3 separate regions of the Mus musculus genome follow, and regions 2 and 3 are each linked to region 1. Evidence: chromatin contacts called from public Hi-C and promoter capture Hi-C data. All regions are on one chromosome and are shown on one strand. Each heading gives the region's core, a stretch centred on a gene start, on an enhancer-like site or on the middle of the called end of the contact. The rest is flanking DNA. Distances are from core to core; before and after follow the strand shown.

What was found. Promoter capture Hi-C pulls out the DNA fragments that hold promoters and counts their contacts. A called contact is a pair of places that touch in the nucleus more often than the background predicts.
Region 2: a promoter capture Hi-C map of hippocampal neurons shows a contact between it and region 1, with 2.6 times the contacts expected there. The contact joins the promoter of Sostdc1 here to the enhancer-like site in region 1. A contact is called at or near these places in 7 of 39 promoter capture datasets (the C10 cell line, the HPC-7 cell line, cranial neural crest and 4 more) and 1 of 115 datasets of contacts at active chromatin or transcription factors (large pre-B cells).
Region 3: a Hi-C map of cerebellum shows a contact between it and region 1, with 2.3 times the contacts expected there. The contact joins the promoter of Crppa here to the enhancer-like site in region 1. A contact is called at or near these places in 2 of 39 promoter capture datasets (cranial neural crest and pre-B cells), 3 of 484 Hi-C or Micro-C datasets (cerebellum and uterus), 3 of 115 datasets of contacts at active chromatin or transcription factors (astrocytes, cardiomyocytes and kidney) and 2 of 9 other capture datasets (adipose tissue and liver).

Annotation. Positions count from the first base shown.
Region 1 is chr12:35,895,582-35,898,281 of GRCm38.p6, reverse strand. No RefSeq gene overlaps it. Among named protein-coding and RNA genes, the nearest start is that of Agr3, 29 kb to the left of the region's middle. Within about 2 kb of position 1,446, at least 49 of the 459 cell types and tissues checked have an H3K27ac peak or open chromatin away from gene starts, as enhancers often do. A contact at or near this core is called in cerebellum and hippocampal neurons, where this site is marked.
Region 2 is chr12:36,312,827-36,315,526 of GRCm38.p6, reverse strand. Sostdc1 (sclerostin domain containing 1) reads right to left here and starts at 1,358. Exons shown (of 2, transcript NM_025312.3): 1 at 1,029-1,358. The coding sequence starts at 1,233.
Region 3 is chr12:36,380,094-36,382,793 of GRCm38.p6, reverse strand. It overlaps Crppa (CDP-L-ribitol pyrophosphorylase A), which reads right to left and starts at 1,344. Exons shown (of 10, transcript NM_178629.6): 1 at 770-1,344. The coding sequence starts at 1,020.

The sequences.
Region 1 (2,700 bases), core at 197-2,696:
CACCAGAAGTGATAGTAATGGGGAAAAAATGGACTATGGTGGAAAGGCGGTGTGGACGGAGTGGGGTAGAAGCTGGGCCCCTCTTTTGGGATCTCTTGGGATAGCCTTGTCCAGTGCTCATTCCATGACACTTCTGTGACCTGCTATCTCTGTCCTAGGACAAGCCTGAGGTGTTTTTCTCTTCCCGACTGTGTCCTGACATCCCATTAAAGAGGTAAGATGTTCTAGTCTCTTTCCTGCTGCTAAGACAAACACCCTAACAACCAGCAACTTAGGGGGAGAACAAGCTTGTTTTAGCTCCAGATTCTAGGATTCTATTCATCTTGTGCAGGAAGTCAAGGCAGCAGGAACTTGGGAAACTGTTCACATCATATCCACAGTCACGAGCAAAGAGAGAATATACTGATTATTGCTTGTTTGCTTGCTCTCAGCAGTTTTCGCCTCTCTTCTGCTATTGGAAACCTGCCTAGGGAATGGTGCCACCTGAAATGGCTCAGTCTTACATGAATTAAAACTCCCCCAACCCCACAGGCAAGCCTACAAGCCAACCTGATCTAGATAATTCCTTGTTAAGAATATTTTTCCAGGTGATTGTGGACTGTTACATTGGCAGCTAAGCCGGCACTGATGTCATAGGGCTGATGTTCAGGTGTGACCGTAGAGAGCTTTATGAGAGGGACAGTGTGAAACTGGCCAGCGCACTACTGTACTGTCTGTCCTAAGTACCAGGGTAAGTATTCACCTAGCTGAAATACTGTCCATGTGCTCAGTGTTCCTTCTCCCAGGACAAATGGTGACTCGACTCATAATGGGAGGCCCTAGTGCCAGGAGCTGAAAAGCCTCAGTTAAGCCTCAGGCCTGAGTAACAATTGCTTTTAGAAAGAAAAGAGAGATGTCTCATGTCCATTTAATAACCTTCATAGTTGACTACATTGGATCTGCGTGTCAGACTTAGAACGTTTGGTTGCTCCTACATCACATAAAACTTTTCAAATTTGCACTCTGTATGCTTTTTAAAGTTCAGAATGGGATCACAGTGGGCAAAGATTTTTCTATTTCATAGGGCAAAAGATTATCTGATCACAAAAAGGTCAAATTTTAGATATGCAAATTGCATATCTCTTTCTCCCCCTTTCACTGCTGGGCAGCCCCGCTCCTTTCTTGAGATTCCCCTTTACACAGCCTAAAGGTCTCTGTCTACAGGGGTGTGGGAGTGTGGCTCCAGGTCTTTGTGAAGCTCTGTTTGACTCCTGACTCCAGACTTTCCCCACAGGAAAAAAAAAAGGTCAGACTTGTTTTCGTTTTTAAACAATCTGTGTGATTTGAATAGAAATGGCACTGAAGGTGGAATGAAATTAGCATTTAAAAATCCCCTGAGCCTGTTCAGTCCTTACTACAATCTACTACACTTTCACCAATTTAGCTCTGCCTTTGAAATGCTTTCGTGCTGTGGTTAAGCACCAGGGAGCCAGGCTTGATTTTGAAGCGTGATTCTCTTCATCAATGGGGTATGGGACTTGGGTAAAAAAAAATGTAACCCGTGTGAGACCCGATTTTCTCTTTGAGAAGCGGGAATAATAACGTCTGAGTTTTCCAGGATTAAATAGATAGCTGTGTGTGAAGCTGCAATCAAGGACGATATACAGGAAAATAACCCAGTCCGTTCATAACGAACCCAGTTTATTAAGCTTACGGATAATATTTGAAAAGCTATTTCTATGAAGTGATTCCATTAACATTTGCGGAGGATTTGAGAATTTTAGGGATTATCTACTGTCACTAACAGTGACATTTATTCCGATTAAAACAAATCATTTCAAATGTCCTATGTAATTGAGGGATTAAAGAAAATGGCTTTTGTGTTTTCAATTTCAAAGATACGTTCACAGCGCCACCTGCCGATCAAGAGGATGAACGGCTTTTGGTCTATTTTGATAGGCAAAATAAATAAAATGCAAGAGTGTTTCCCTTGGTGTCTTTCTCAATACACTCTGTCATTTGCTTGAGAAATTTACATTATTTTTGCAAAGATCTGTAATGTTCTTTTGAAGTATCAAATATCTATTTATCTCTTTACTGACTGGACCCCATCATTGAGCCAGTTTAAATGGTGGGGTCAAATTATCAAATTAAACTAGTAACATAAAAGGTCAGGTGATCTGTACTGAGTATCTCTCTTCACCCAGAGGCTAGACCAGACAGACTGAACAGACGCATGCTAATCATTGGCTTTTACTCCATTGTAGAAAACATTCTCCAGCCCCAGGCTGACCGTAACGTTCATGTGAGGTTGGAGACTTTGAGAGACTACTCGGAGAATCTGGGTGTCGTTCAGCCAAGACTTGACCACTGTGGGATAAGAACAGCCCAGGTCCCAAAGGCACCAGAAGCACACACAGCCGGGTGCAAGGTGTCTATTGTATCTGTAGCAGAATTGTAAGTTGAAATGGTTATTATAATGAAGACTATATACGTCTTCTAAATTACAATGATACAATGTTATAAATGATGGACATGGTTATTACATATACATCTAATCAGAAACACACAGCCAACACCTAACTATGGATTACTATTAGCACACCCTTGGTATGCTTTACATATCATTTCAGTTTCTGTTTATGTCACCGCGAGTGTGCATATGTGTTTATATACATGTCACATATATAAGCAAATAAATGAACAAGTGTCATGAAGTAC
Region 2 (2,700 bases), core at 109-2,608, 420 kb before region 1:
ACCTGGTACTGCTCAGACAGACACTTCCTATGCTCTGAAATTAACTACATGCAAGGAAAACACTTCAGTTTTCTTAGTGGGATATGACCAGTCATATACGGTATGACTTTTCAAAGGTCAAAACGCTTTTACACAGTTGGATGGAGTTTAAGGTGGAGGGGCAGAGATTTGTGTAAGGTTTCCTGTACACTGTTTCTCTGCCTTTCTTCACATTCCTTACTAACAGAAATCTTTTAAAGGAAGAGAATAGAGCAAAAGTTAGAGGAAGAAATTTGAACCCCTCTAACTAGTAGTCACTTGACGTGTATGTCAATTAAGCAAACAGAAAAGGGTAAAGAAATACTCCCTGTGCCAAACATTAGCATCCTATTATGTAAAATCTCCTGTTACAAATATATACCCAGTCTTTCACAGAAACATACAATTGTCTCAATTTGACCTGTTGAATAAAGAACAATTTGGAAAACCATGATGCTCCAACGTTTTGTAGTATAGACCCGTTTAACAGTGGACATCAAGTCTTTACACCTCTCCAAACTAGACATATTTTAGACATCTGTGTGAGCAATTCCATATTTCCTGAAAGCTTCCTTTCATCCATTGTGATTCCCTATACATAGTTCCGGTTAGTTACCTTTAGACACTTCACCAGATTCCTGCACGATCTGAAATTAGCAAAGTGTAAGACGCCATGAACTTAAACTGCACACAGAACCACACTTTAAAGAAGTCTCCCTTTTGCAGAGTTTTTAAAAAGCAGCAGTTCAATACCTCGATGCATTTTTCTGTGGGCACTGGATAAACCATGTCTCTGCTTGCATTATCAAGCCACCGGCTTAATTTGTATTAACTCTAAAATCACTACCCAGGAAAGAACGCCAGCCTACACATGCACCAGATTGCTCCCAGATTGTTTTTGCAAAAGCGTAGATGGTTCACGTTAGTTTACAGCAAAAGCATTCTACAGGAGTGGGAGCTGATGCTCCCCAAAAGGAAAAAAAAAATCTGTACAAGTAAAACACACTTACTGTTTCGATCCAGTCCAGTGCTACTGAAATGCCTGCCTCCATTCCTGGCTTGATTCAGGGTGCTGTTGCTGCTGGGGTGTGCCGGGACAGGTTTAACCACATGTGAATAAAGGATTTCTGTGGCATCATTTTTAAAAGCCAAACAGTTTCTCATCAGGATGCAGAGCAGGGGAATGAGAGAGAGATGAATGGCAGGAGGAAGCATGATGAGTGGAGGATTTGCTGGGCTGAGGAGCCGCTAATTCTTTCCCCCTTGCTTCTGCACTGTGGACTGTGGAATCCCTTCCCAAGGTTCCCTTTATATAGCCAGAGGCTTGGCGTTCATTCAGGTGTAAAGTTGTGTAGGGCTTCGGAGTGAAAACACAGAGAAGGGGTGGGATCCCTACTTGACCCTGCAAAAGAATTTTACCAATGGAGAAGACGGGCTGCAGAAGAGGAGGGGCTTGCTACACAAATTGCCTGCGATTTCAGAGTTGGGCTTTACTGGTCTACGAGCTGAAGCAGGCAAGGCACAGCCCTGTCACAACTGCTACCACTTGCTCCTCAGCCAGGTCCTCTCCGGAGCCTAGGTTCATGGTCAAGTTTAATGGAAGGAAAAGTAGGTTGCTGTTCACATAAAGAGACAGAGTTTATTTTATTTTTCACACTTTTGTTCTCTATTCCCCTCAGATTAAAGAAAATTTGGGGCCTGAAGGGGCTTCTTCCCCAAAAGTTAGAAGAAGCCATATGAGTTTTTGAGTAGTGTCAGACTTGAGTAAAAGATCTATTTAGTTAAATATGTTTTGTCTCTTAAGAAGAAAACCTTTTTCCCCTCTCTTTTCTCATAAAGAGGAAGACACAGAGCTAAAACCTGCCCTCTGGACACACTTAAGTAATGCTGCTTTGATCTGCAGGAGCAACTGTCCTGCTAGGTAAATTACTGCCAGCGGTCCTGGTACTGCCAGCGGTCCTGAGTGTGTGTGTTGGGGGGTTGGGGGGTGTAATGAGCAGAACTCTGTCTGAATTAAATTAACTCATATCAGTTTTCATCTTAAAATATGTCAGCAAGGTTTAGCATTCTGCATGTCTCTTGCCCAAAAGAAAACCATTTTCTATTTATTACCCTTTACCAATTCAAAATATTTCTAGATTGTTCATATACTGCAGGTCCTGAGTTATATTTGTATTTGTCAAACATTGGTTTTGGTAACTTCCTTTGAGTCTGCTGCCTAAGTAAGTGCTGTCACCGTCTGGGCTGCTTTATTTCCATCTGACAGAGCTACTCCATGGGTTCTTTAACTCTGAAAACAAAGGGTCTAGCAGTATGAGTCAGCATGGAAGGGCACCTGCAGCCAAGCTTGGCAATCCTGAGTTCAGCATCGGAACCCACATAACAGAAGGAGAGTGGCCTCTGGGACTTTGTCCTCTAGCCCTCACATGTGTGCTGTGGCATGAGTATAGAAGCCTAAGATAAAGAAATGATTTTAAAAGAAAAGCAGGTTTCATCGGATCTATTAAGCATCTTGACTGGGACAACTTTCAAATTGCCTGTTCAATGATAAATCCAATTTTAATGGTCAGTGTGGCTGTTAGAAAAATGTCTTAGTATTTTGTATCTCTCTCCTTTATAAGTTCTTGTCCATTATAACTGCTATCCACCACCACCTCTCCTTCCTTCTTCCTTAACTGTACA
Region 3 (2,700 bases), core at 95-2,594, 480 kb before region 1:
CAAATGCCAATGCTCGGAAAGTAAAATAATCTCCTGAGAAATTACTGTGTCCCTTTGACTTTTTGAAGTGTATTGGGAGTTGTTACTCTTCTGAACAAAATGCCAAGGACAGTGGTCTCTATGGAAGCCTCCTGTAATCGTTACTTATGCTAAATATTGGCATCTATCTTGAAATGTAACCAGTCCGATTCAAGGTTTAAAGGCATCGTCACAACTGTCCATTTGACTTCAAAAGAGTAAAGATCTTGCAGAACTTAAGCACCTTCATAATCTTCCCTTTCAGTCTCGCCTCAGCCCCATCACATCACAACACAAGTAACTCATCTTTTTCTCCTCTCACAGTTTCTTCACAGCCTTCCTGACACTGCTCATTATTTCTGGAATCAACTAATTTCAGTCTCTTTTCTAGGGTGTCTTGGCCTCAACCTCACCATCCAATCACCTCCCGTTATTGAAAGGCTGGAATTAACTCTGCTTTTCTCTCTACTACCTGGTTATTTAGCCATGCCTGATTCCCAGAAGAAACGTGCCTGCCCAGGAAACTGGAGGTGCGGCTAGGACTCTCAGGCTCACGCATGCGCGGTGGCACTGTGCCCCAGGCGCTCCTAGAGCAGGTATTCCTCGGGCCCCGCGGGGCCTGCGTGGGAACCGAAAGTCCCTGGGTCCCCATGCACTGGTTAGCCAGGGCCCCAGGCCCGGCGCTGCCCGCCACGCTGCCTGTTGGGGATGATCCTGGGCTCGGGGGGAGCGGATGGCTGGCGCCAGTTACCTCTCCATAGCCTGCAAAGTGTAGCTGATGAGCGGCCTTTCCAGAACCCGGCAGAACTGCTTCGGGGTGCGGACGCCCATCCTTTCCCCGCAACCCCCAGCCGGCAGCACGGCGGCCACGGTTCCAGGGCGGTTCCCGGGCTCCGCCCCAGCGACGGACAACGGGGACTCCGGGAACGCTGAGCCCGCGCCCGCGGGGCCGCTCACGCAATGCCCAGGCTCAGCGGGCCTGCTGCACGGCCCAGGCTCCATAGCAGGCAGAGCGCAGAAGCTCGAGGTGCAGATGGAAACCGAGAGCGAGACGCCAGCACCGGCCCTGGGACGAGATCAAGGGTCGCACTGGGCCAGGAACGGCGCCGAGCGGACTCGGGGAAAGTGGCCTCGGGTGCTGATCGCGGAGGAAGCCAGCAAGCCTTGTCTTCCCAGCCTGGGCCCAGCGCCCCTAGGCAGCAATGCTCTTCCTGCTCTTCCCTCTATCCCTCCGGGCAGGTCGAGCCGAGGCTGCAGTAGCAGTCCTTACAGATTTGACAGTCACACACAGGCAGCTATGCACAGCACAGTCATGGGCCCCATTCTAGATAAGTCGGAAATAATTGTATTCAAGGTACAGTTCAAGACCCATATGTGTGCACCTCGGTCATAAGAATTTCGTTATCCACAGATGGCACCCTGATTCTACCAAGTGGAAAGACAAATGGCTAGGCAAAGTCTAGAATCCGTACTGCAAGGTTGATTCCCAGACCTGTCTGTCTGCACCTTTGAACAACCAAGTAGAGTGTCCTTGAATTCTGTATTCCACACTCAAATTTTAAGATTTTAAGATTTGAATGTTTTTAAATTCCACAGGTGATTCTATTGGGCAAGTGTGATTTTATTGTAACCAGAGGGGGACAGCAACCACACTCACTACTGAATAATCAACACACATCTCCTGTTAACAGGAAAAAGAAAAAAAAAAAAAAAACCTCTAGTGGTCATTTTCACTGACAGGGGAACGTGGGTGCTAAGTAACTTATGTAAGACTGCACAGCCAATGATGGCAAGGCAACCATAAATCTTCGGTTTAGAGGTGCAACGAGCAAGCGTTGAGAAGTTTCAGGCCTGGTGCTCATCTAGTGCTTATTTAGGACTATCCTTCTGGGAAATGTTGATGAAACAGAATGGGTACTCCGAGTGCCAGGCACCACTGTATTCAGGATCTGGAATGTGGAATTCATGAGAGCATGCCCTAGCTTTGCTTTGGGTTTGGGTTGTATGCCCAGCTTCAGGAATGTGACAGGGGCCTAATACTTACTGAAGGAACTGCTGATTGAATAATGACAAGGGAAAAGGAATTATTTGACCATGTATATTATCAATCTTCACCCATCAATAGCTAAATTAGAATCATAAAAACAAAAACTTGAGGATTGAATTACCCAGTTATAGTATTAAATCTCATTGTTTTTATCAACTTTGCCAATTGAAAGCATACGAAATTTTTTTAAAAATTCTCTTCTCTTACCCTCTTTTGTCTAATATTCTAAAGCACTTTCTTTTGTTGCTTTCATTATGACTAATGGACAGCTTCTGTGTTAACTGAAGTTTGTTGAACTCTTGACCCTTCGATGAAAAGGAAGCATTATAGCTTGCTTGTTTGTATTGCAATGCTTGAATGTTTCCTTCCCAGGAGGCAGGAGTGTGCAAGGAAGAGAGAGACTGAGAGACAGAGTGAAGCTGGGGGCGGGGGGGGGGGGGCAAAAAGACTGATTGAGTCTAGGAAAGAGCTCTTTGCTAGGGAGTTGGGTGTTTGATTTGTTAGAGCTTGCTCAAAGGAGACTCTTGAGAAGGCTCCATCGCATCTTATGAACTAACACATTATGTTACTTACAAAACCCAGTGACCAGCCCAGAGACAGCAGCACACTCAGCAGGCAGAAAGCACAAGAGGCAG